2 separate regions of the Pan troglodytes genome follow, and region 1 is linked to region 2. The links are chromatin contacts, called in public HiChIP or PLAC-seq maps. All regions are on one chromosome and are shown on one strand. The core of a region is the stretch at or near the end of the contact, and the rest is flanking DNA. Distances in the headings are between cores, read along the strand shown.

Region 1 (3,148 bases), core at 455-2,954, 100 kb before region 2:
ATCACACCATTGCACTCCAGCCTGGGCAACAAGGTCAAAACACCATCTCAAAGAAAAAATAAATAAATAAAAATAAACAAAATTGTGTCTTTAAGCACAAAATCAGAATCTTAGGGAAAAAAATGCTTCGTCAAGTTGATTACTTTTCCCCCCAAATTTAAAATATTGGCTCACAGAAAGTGTTGCAATGAGAACCGACGGTGAGGTCACACTAGAAAGAGATCACCCCCCAGGAGGAACGGAAGAGCTCAATAGCTGATCAGAAAACGGTCACTTACGCTTTTCTTTTTTTTTTAAACCACACATATACAAGCCTTCCAATAAGTCTAGGCCTCAGAGTTTGATGACTCACTACCACCTCCAGAAAAATTTAAAAATTTAACCATCACTACTTAAAACTCTAGCAAAGCCACACGAACACATTAAGTAAACTGAGGAAAAAACGGCAAGTGGGCCACACAAGGCTCTCCCTGCGGGGATAAGGCTGTTAATTTGTCGACATAACGGGATTCTTTTAGAAGTAAAAGGCATAAATCTGCGTAACCACCACCACCTTTTGTTTTTGTTTTTTTGTTTTGTCAAGCTTAATCAAGAAAGAGGGAAGGGAGTTGTGTCCCTTCACTTTGTAGGATCGGATCCTGTCCACCCAGTTTCCGAATGCTCTCAACAGTTACCCAACCGCCTGTTTCAAAGGCTTCCCTGTTGCTCAGAATGCCACCTGGACACTTCTGGAAGGAGACTATCAGGGAGATAGGCTTCCCCTCCTCCCAGGCTGTGTACAGGTCCCCACTCAATCCAGCCCAGGGCAGAGTCCAAACGGGGAGGGAGACAAGCAGACAGGGTCAAAGGGACCCCAAGAGTCCAGCACATCTGGGAAAGAGAAAAGGAGAAAGTGCTGTGGCTTCCTGTAGCTGGGGCGCACGCCAGCGCGCCCCCTTTCCTCTGGGAGGACCCCCGGCCCCCGTTCGTCCCCGAGCTCCCAGCCCGCCTCCGGGAGCCCCAGTGAGAGGAAAAACGTGCGGGGACCCCCCCAGCAGCTCCAAACGCCGAGGCGCTCCCCGCGAGCCTCAGACCCGACCCAACGCCAGGACTCGCGCCGCCGGCCCGGGAAGAAACCCCCACAGCCCGCGCCCCGGGCTGGCTGGAGGGTGGGGGCGGCTAGCCAGGCAGGGCGCCGAGGCCCGGGCTCCGGGAGCGGCCCAGCGGGCAGAGGAGACTGAGCCCGGAGGCCGGGTTTGGGGCTGTCCAGCCGGGACATAGGGCCCAGGCGGGGGGTCCCTCTGTGGGAACAAGGAGTCAGGGGGCGGCCCGGGCCTGGCGCCCTGCGCTGGGAGGCCGACTCCGGAGCAGCCCGGGCGGCCTGGGTCGGGACCGGGGCCGGGGGAGGAGCCCGCAGGCCGCACCTGGTCGGCGAAGTCCTCGGCCGTGCCCATCAGGTCGTTCTGGCCCATGGCGACGGCGGGAGGCTCGGCTCGGCTCGCTCGCTCGCTGGCTCTCGCCCGTCGGCGCCCGCACCCGCTGCGGCCTCCACAGGAAGTGCCCGGCGGCCGGCCTCGCTCCGCGTCGGCTGCGGCTCCAGCGGCTGCCACGTAGGCCAAGCCTTAAAGGGGCCGCGCGCCGCCCGGGCCCGCCCTGGCGCGTCTTAAAGGGGCCACGCGCCATCCCCAGCCTCCCGACCCATCCGCTCGAAGCCACGCCCGCCGCGCTCGACGCCACGCCTCTCACGCTGGAGGCCCCGCCCGCCGCGCGCAGGCCCTGCGGTCCCTCCCGGCCCGGCGGAACGCGTCCCTTTTAAGGGGGCGGGGACCTGGGGGGTCTGGGGCCAGCGCGCGGGAGGGACGCCTGAGTGCCTCGAGGGCGCCGTTCGGGCGGGGAGGGTCCCGCGGGTCCCACTGACCCACGCGGGGTGGGGCCAGGGGTGGACGCTCGCCCGTACGCGGTCGCTACTGATCATGCTTGGGCCAGGGTCCAATCGCAGGCGCCCCACGCAGGGGGAGCGAGGCCCAGGGTCCCCCGGAGAGCCCATGGAGAAGTACCAGGTGCCAAGTGTTCCCTGCCGGGAGGCGGGGGCTCCGTGGGGTAACGGTCGCAACCCTGGAGCTGCGGCCGGCGGTTCCGACCGAGGGCGGCGAGGGGCCCGCGCCCTGGCCAGTGTCGGCCTGCAGCTCCTAAGTTGAACCCGGGGGGCCTCCAACGGTGACCTCCTGGGTGCCCTTTGCCACTCAGTTTCCCCCTTTGTGAATTGACTAAGGATTCTCCAGCCCTGGCTGAGTATTTGAGGGCGTGGGGCAGCTCCTCTATCCTTCGTGCCTGGGGTCTGTGCGCTTGGGTCCACCGAGGCAGGACCCCCGGGAACAGCCCGAGTACATAATTGGGAGCCCCCAGTCCCCTAAAAACACCCCTGCAGCGTGGGTCTGTGAAAATGTTTGAGACCTAAAAAATTCACAAAACACAAAAGGAAAGCTGCAAAATAAAAGTAAATGTTTAATTAAATGCTTCTATACATGATATACACACTTTATTAAATGTTAGATTCAGCATTTGTGAAAAATGCATTCGCTTGGAAACAGTTTGCGGGTTAGATTTTTGTCACTTTGGAAGAATTGTCTTTGTGTGAGAGGACTATAGGGCGTTGCCAGAGGTGAAGCAGATGAGCTTCTGGTGGCCAGATAATTTTTAAAGTAAAGTTGTTTTTCAGATTAAAAAAAAATAGACGTTTCAGGTATATACCTGCTTTTGGGAAAAAAAATAGACTTGATTCGAGATACGGCTCCATTTTACTGTTTAATTTGCTGCCTAAGCTTGAACGCTCTCACACCAGCTCTGCCCTCAGCCCGCTGTGGCTTAGAACAGCAGTCCCTGGCTGGGCTCGGTGGCTCACGCCTGTAATCCCCAACACTTTGGGAGGCCAAGGCGGGCGGATCACCTGAGGTCGGGAGTTCAAGACCAGCCTGACCAACGTGGAGAAACTGTCTCTACTAAAAATACAAAATTAGCCGGGTGTGGTGGCGCATGCCTGTAATCACAGCTACTCGGGAGGCTGAGGCTGGAGAATCGCTTGAACCCAGGAGGCAGAGGTTGTGGTGAGCCAAGATAGCGCCATTGGACTCCAGCCTGGGCAACAAGAGCAAAACTCTGTCTCAGAAAG
Region 2 (3,233 bases), core at 693-3,192:
CCTCCGGCCGCTGCTCCCAGGGTGAACACGGACTGCAGGGGAAGGGGGTGCAGGGCAGATACGTCTGGGCACTTGGCACCCCAATCTCATCAGAGTCCAGGGACAGCTTCTTCCCTAGGCCGACCCCAGGAGCTGGTCAAGCACTTGGCCAAGTCAAGCACTTGAAACAGGGAGCCTCCTGTCTTCAAGGAACAGCCATTTGTTAGGGATGCCCAAACGGGGAATTCTGCTCTAGGGAAGAGGTGCTGCGCCACATATCCACAGTGGTTCTGTCCAGCCTGATGTTTAAATGTCTAATATTTTAATACAGGAGAATTCTGTGACTTGAAGGTACTGGGCTTTAAGATTTGGAGGTTCTTAAGTTCCCTGTACAGCAGCAACTGGGACCCCCTCTGGACCCTGCTAACTGGTAGTGGGACCTGGGCACATTGCCCAGCCTGTCTGCGCCTCAGTTTCTTCAGCTGTCTTATGGGGAGAGCGCAAGTTCTACCTCGTGGCGTTGGCCCTGAGAATCAATGAACGTTCAGGGCCCAACACATGCCTGTCACATAGGAAGTGCTCCGTAAACCTTGGGAATTTTTATCTTAACTACTATGTTAACAACTCTACATATGAGGCTATTAAGATTATAATTTTAGACTCTGGGACTTTGGGATCTTCCTCTCCATCAGCCCACAATCTGTCCTGCGGACCCTCCTTGCCCCAGCCAGTGCCTCTCCCCACTGACACCTGATACCCTTGCCCCCATCCAGCCAACTGTGGGTGTGGGGACCCGGGGAAGCCTCAGCCCCACCTAGTATAGACCCTGACAGCCACCTCCCCACCTGCTCCTTCCCTCACCCTCTCCACTGGCTTTCAGTTCCTCATTTCAGAGGAATCCTGTAGCTTTACTCCACCCACTAGTGGCCTGGATGGCCGGGGGAGGGGGGACCAGGGCCCTGGAGGGACCCCCAAGGTGGAGAATTTGGGAGGTTCCTAGCTGGAGATAAGGCTCAGCAGGTCCCTGCTTCCTGCACCCACCCTCCTCCAGAGGATGGTCCTTACCCCAAACCAGGATGCCTGGGATTTGGTCAGATGCAGGTCAGGATCCAAGGAGCGCTCCAGGGCTGGGATGACAGGGGATGTGTAGACCAGGGCATACCCAAAGCTGAAATTGCCGAGCACTGCGGCGAAGGTGGCCAGGAACACCCTTTTGTTCTGCAGGGTCCTGGTGATGGTGGCGGACAAAAAGACCAGGGTCTCTGAGTCCCTCCTCCAGGGACCATTGCCTTTTCTGAACCCAGTGGCTGCCCAGCTCAGCGGGCAGTGCTGGGGAGGCCTGGGTCCAAGGCCATTCACGTTCCCAGGGCCTGAGCCCCAGCTCCCCTGGGAAATTCCCAGGCTATTGTTAGCTCATCGCAGTGGCTGAGCCTCTGGTGCTGGGGCCTTTTCTCCGAGAGGAGGCTCTGGTTCTGCCCCCAGGGCGGCGGCTGGAGGCTTGCTGTGTGACCTCAGGCAGACCCCCTGCTCGCTGGGGCCTCAGTCTCACTGTCTGTGGCAGTGGGGGGCTGGGCCCGGTACTCTCGTGGATCGTTCCTTCCCTTAGGGGGACCAGTTCCTTAAATAGGAGTAGCGTGTCTGGGACAGGAGGGAGCCAGATGGCCCCTCGGTGGCGACTAGGTCAGGGGAGGCCCAGGGCGGGAGCCTGCCGCCGGCTGGAGGGAACCAGGGCCACCCCCAGGCCCCACCCGCAGCCCCCAACCTAGCGACTCTCACCCGACCCGCGCCCTGTCCCCTGGCGACGGGGGCGGCTTCTCGGGGAAGGTGTCGTAGTCCGGGCCCTCGGCTCCCAGCAGCGGCTCCTGCATGGCCGGGTCTCTCTCGGGGCGAGCGGAGGGCGCTCAGACTGGAGCAGCCGCCCGGGGCCAGCAGCTCCGAGGGCACCGGCCAGGCTCCGCCCCTTGGCCGCTATTGGCTGTGGGACGGCCCTGCAGAGACACGCCGGCCAATGGGGCGGCCGCACGCTGTCCTGTTGCTCGGATGCGGACCCGGCTTCCCCGGGCGCGGCCGGCACCGCGTGCGCCCCCGAAGGTCGCGCCCCCGAGACAGGATGGGGGTCCCAGGGCGGAGCCCCTGCTGGATCGTCCGGGGCCCCCGCGGAGCGCCGGAAGCGGCTCACCCGGCCCGGCTCTTGCAGGCGTGACTGCGGCAATGCGCGCAGCCCCTGTCGTACTCGCTCCCGCGGGGTGGAAACCGAGGCCCAGAGAGGCGAAGCCGCGCGCCAGGGTCACAGCGAATGCGCACCTCGCTCCTCCTTACGCTCTAGCCCTCCCCGTCGCGTGGCGTCTCAGGGCCACCTCTGCCCTGGCTCTCCCTGGCACCAGGGAATCGGGGTGTGTCAGGGCAGCAGCGGATGTGCGGGACGAAGGAGGCAGGAGGGGCCGGCGAGGCGCTGTGGGCAGCTCCAGTGGGCGAGGTCTGTATCCTCCACCCCAGGCTCTGGTGGTAAAAATAACCTGAGCTCGTGACACGTAACCCAGGTAGTAAGATAACATTGAAAAATAAGAAAAGCAGAAATGGAAAATTCCCGGGAAGACCGTCCTCAAAAAACCCCACAGCAGTTCCACCTCTCCCTTTGGGCCTTTTCGGGAAGAGGACGGAATCACGCCCTGCTCTGTTGGATGGACGTGCCACACACGCTTTTAAACGGAGCCTTTGTTGCTGAGTATTTGGGTCATTTCCCATTTTAGCTATTAACATGGTAAAGCATTTTTAAAAGTTAGAATTCCCTTTTATTATGATTGAAATACAACCATAATAGAACAATAAAATCACATCCATCTCCCGTCAGCCTGACCTTGAAGGCGTTTTAGCCTCTTCCAGTCTTTTCCTCAAGTGCCTATTTTGCATATTTGCTATTGGGGCCCCCATTAAACTGTGCAGCCCCTTTACGTCACCGTTTTTTTGCCATCAAGATCATAGGCTTTGGACTCAGGCACACCCTGGTATGGTGATCAGGCTGCACAGTCCTCGTGGCCATATATATACGTATATACATATATATGTGTATGTATTTTTACATATCTATATGTGTATTTTTTTTTTTTTTGAGACGGAGTCTCGCTCTGTTGGCCAGGCTGGAGTGCAGTGGCACGATCTCAGCTTACTGCAACTTCCACCTCCCGAGTTCAAGCGATTCTCCTGCCTCAGCCTCCCAAGTAGCTGGGATTACAGGCATGTGCCACCACGCCTGG

Evidence for each region. HiChIP or PLAC-seq counts read pairs in DNA pulled down with a chosen protein or histone mark.
Region 1: an H3K4me3 HiChIP or PLAC-seq map of stem cell-derived excitatory neurons shows a contact between it and region 2, with 3 times the contacts expected there. The contact joins the promoter of SURF4 here to the promoter of SLC2A6 in region 2. A contact is called at or near these places in 1 of 7 Hi-C or Micro-C datasets (induced pluripotent stem cells) and 1 of 1 datasets of contacts at active chromatin or transcription factors (stem cell-derived excitatory neurons).

What each region holds. Positions count from the first base shown.
Region 1 is chr11:5,025,945-5,029,092 of NHGRI_mPanTro3-v2.0_pri, reverse strand. SURF4 (surfeit 4) reads right to left here and starts at 1,704. Exons shown (of 6, transcript XM_003312374.6): 1 at 1,404-1,704. The coding sequence starts at 1,451. STKLD1 (serine/threonine kinase like domain containing 1) reads left to right here and starts at 1,819. Exons shown (of 18, transcript XM_054658477.2): 1 at 1,819-2,039. The coding sequence starts at 1,953.
Region 2 is chr11:4,923,462-4,926,694 of NHGRI_mPanTro3-v2.0_pri, reverse strand. It overlaps SLC2A6 (solute carrier family 2 member 6), which reads right to left and starts at 1,942. Exons shown (of 9, transcript XM_063787463.1): 1 at 1,756-1,942; 2 at 1,045-1,207; 3 at 1-32. The coding sequence starts at 1,847.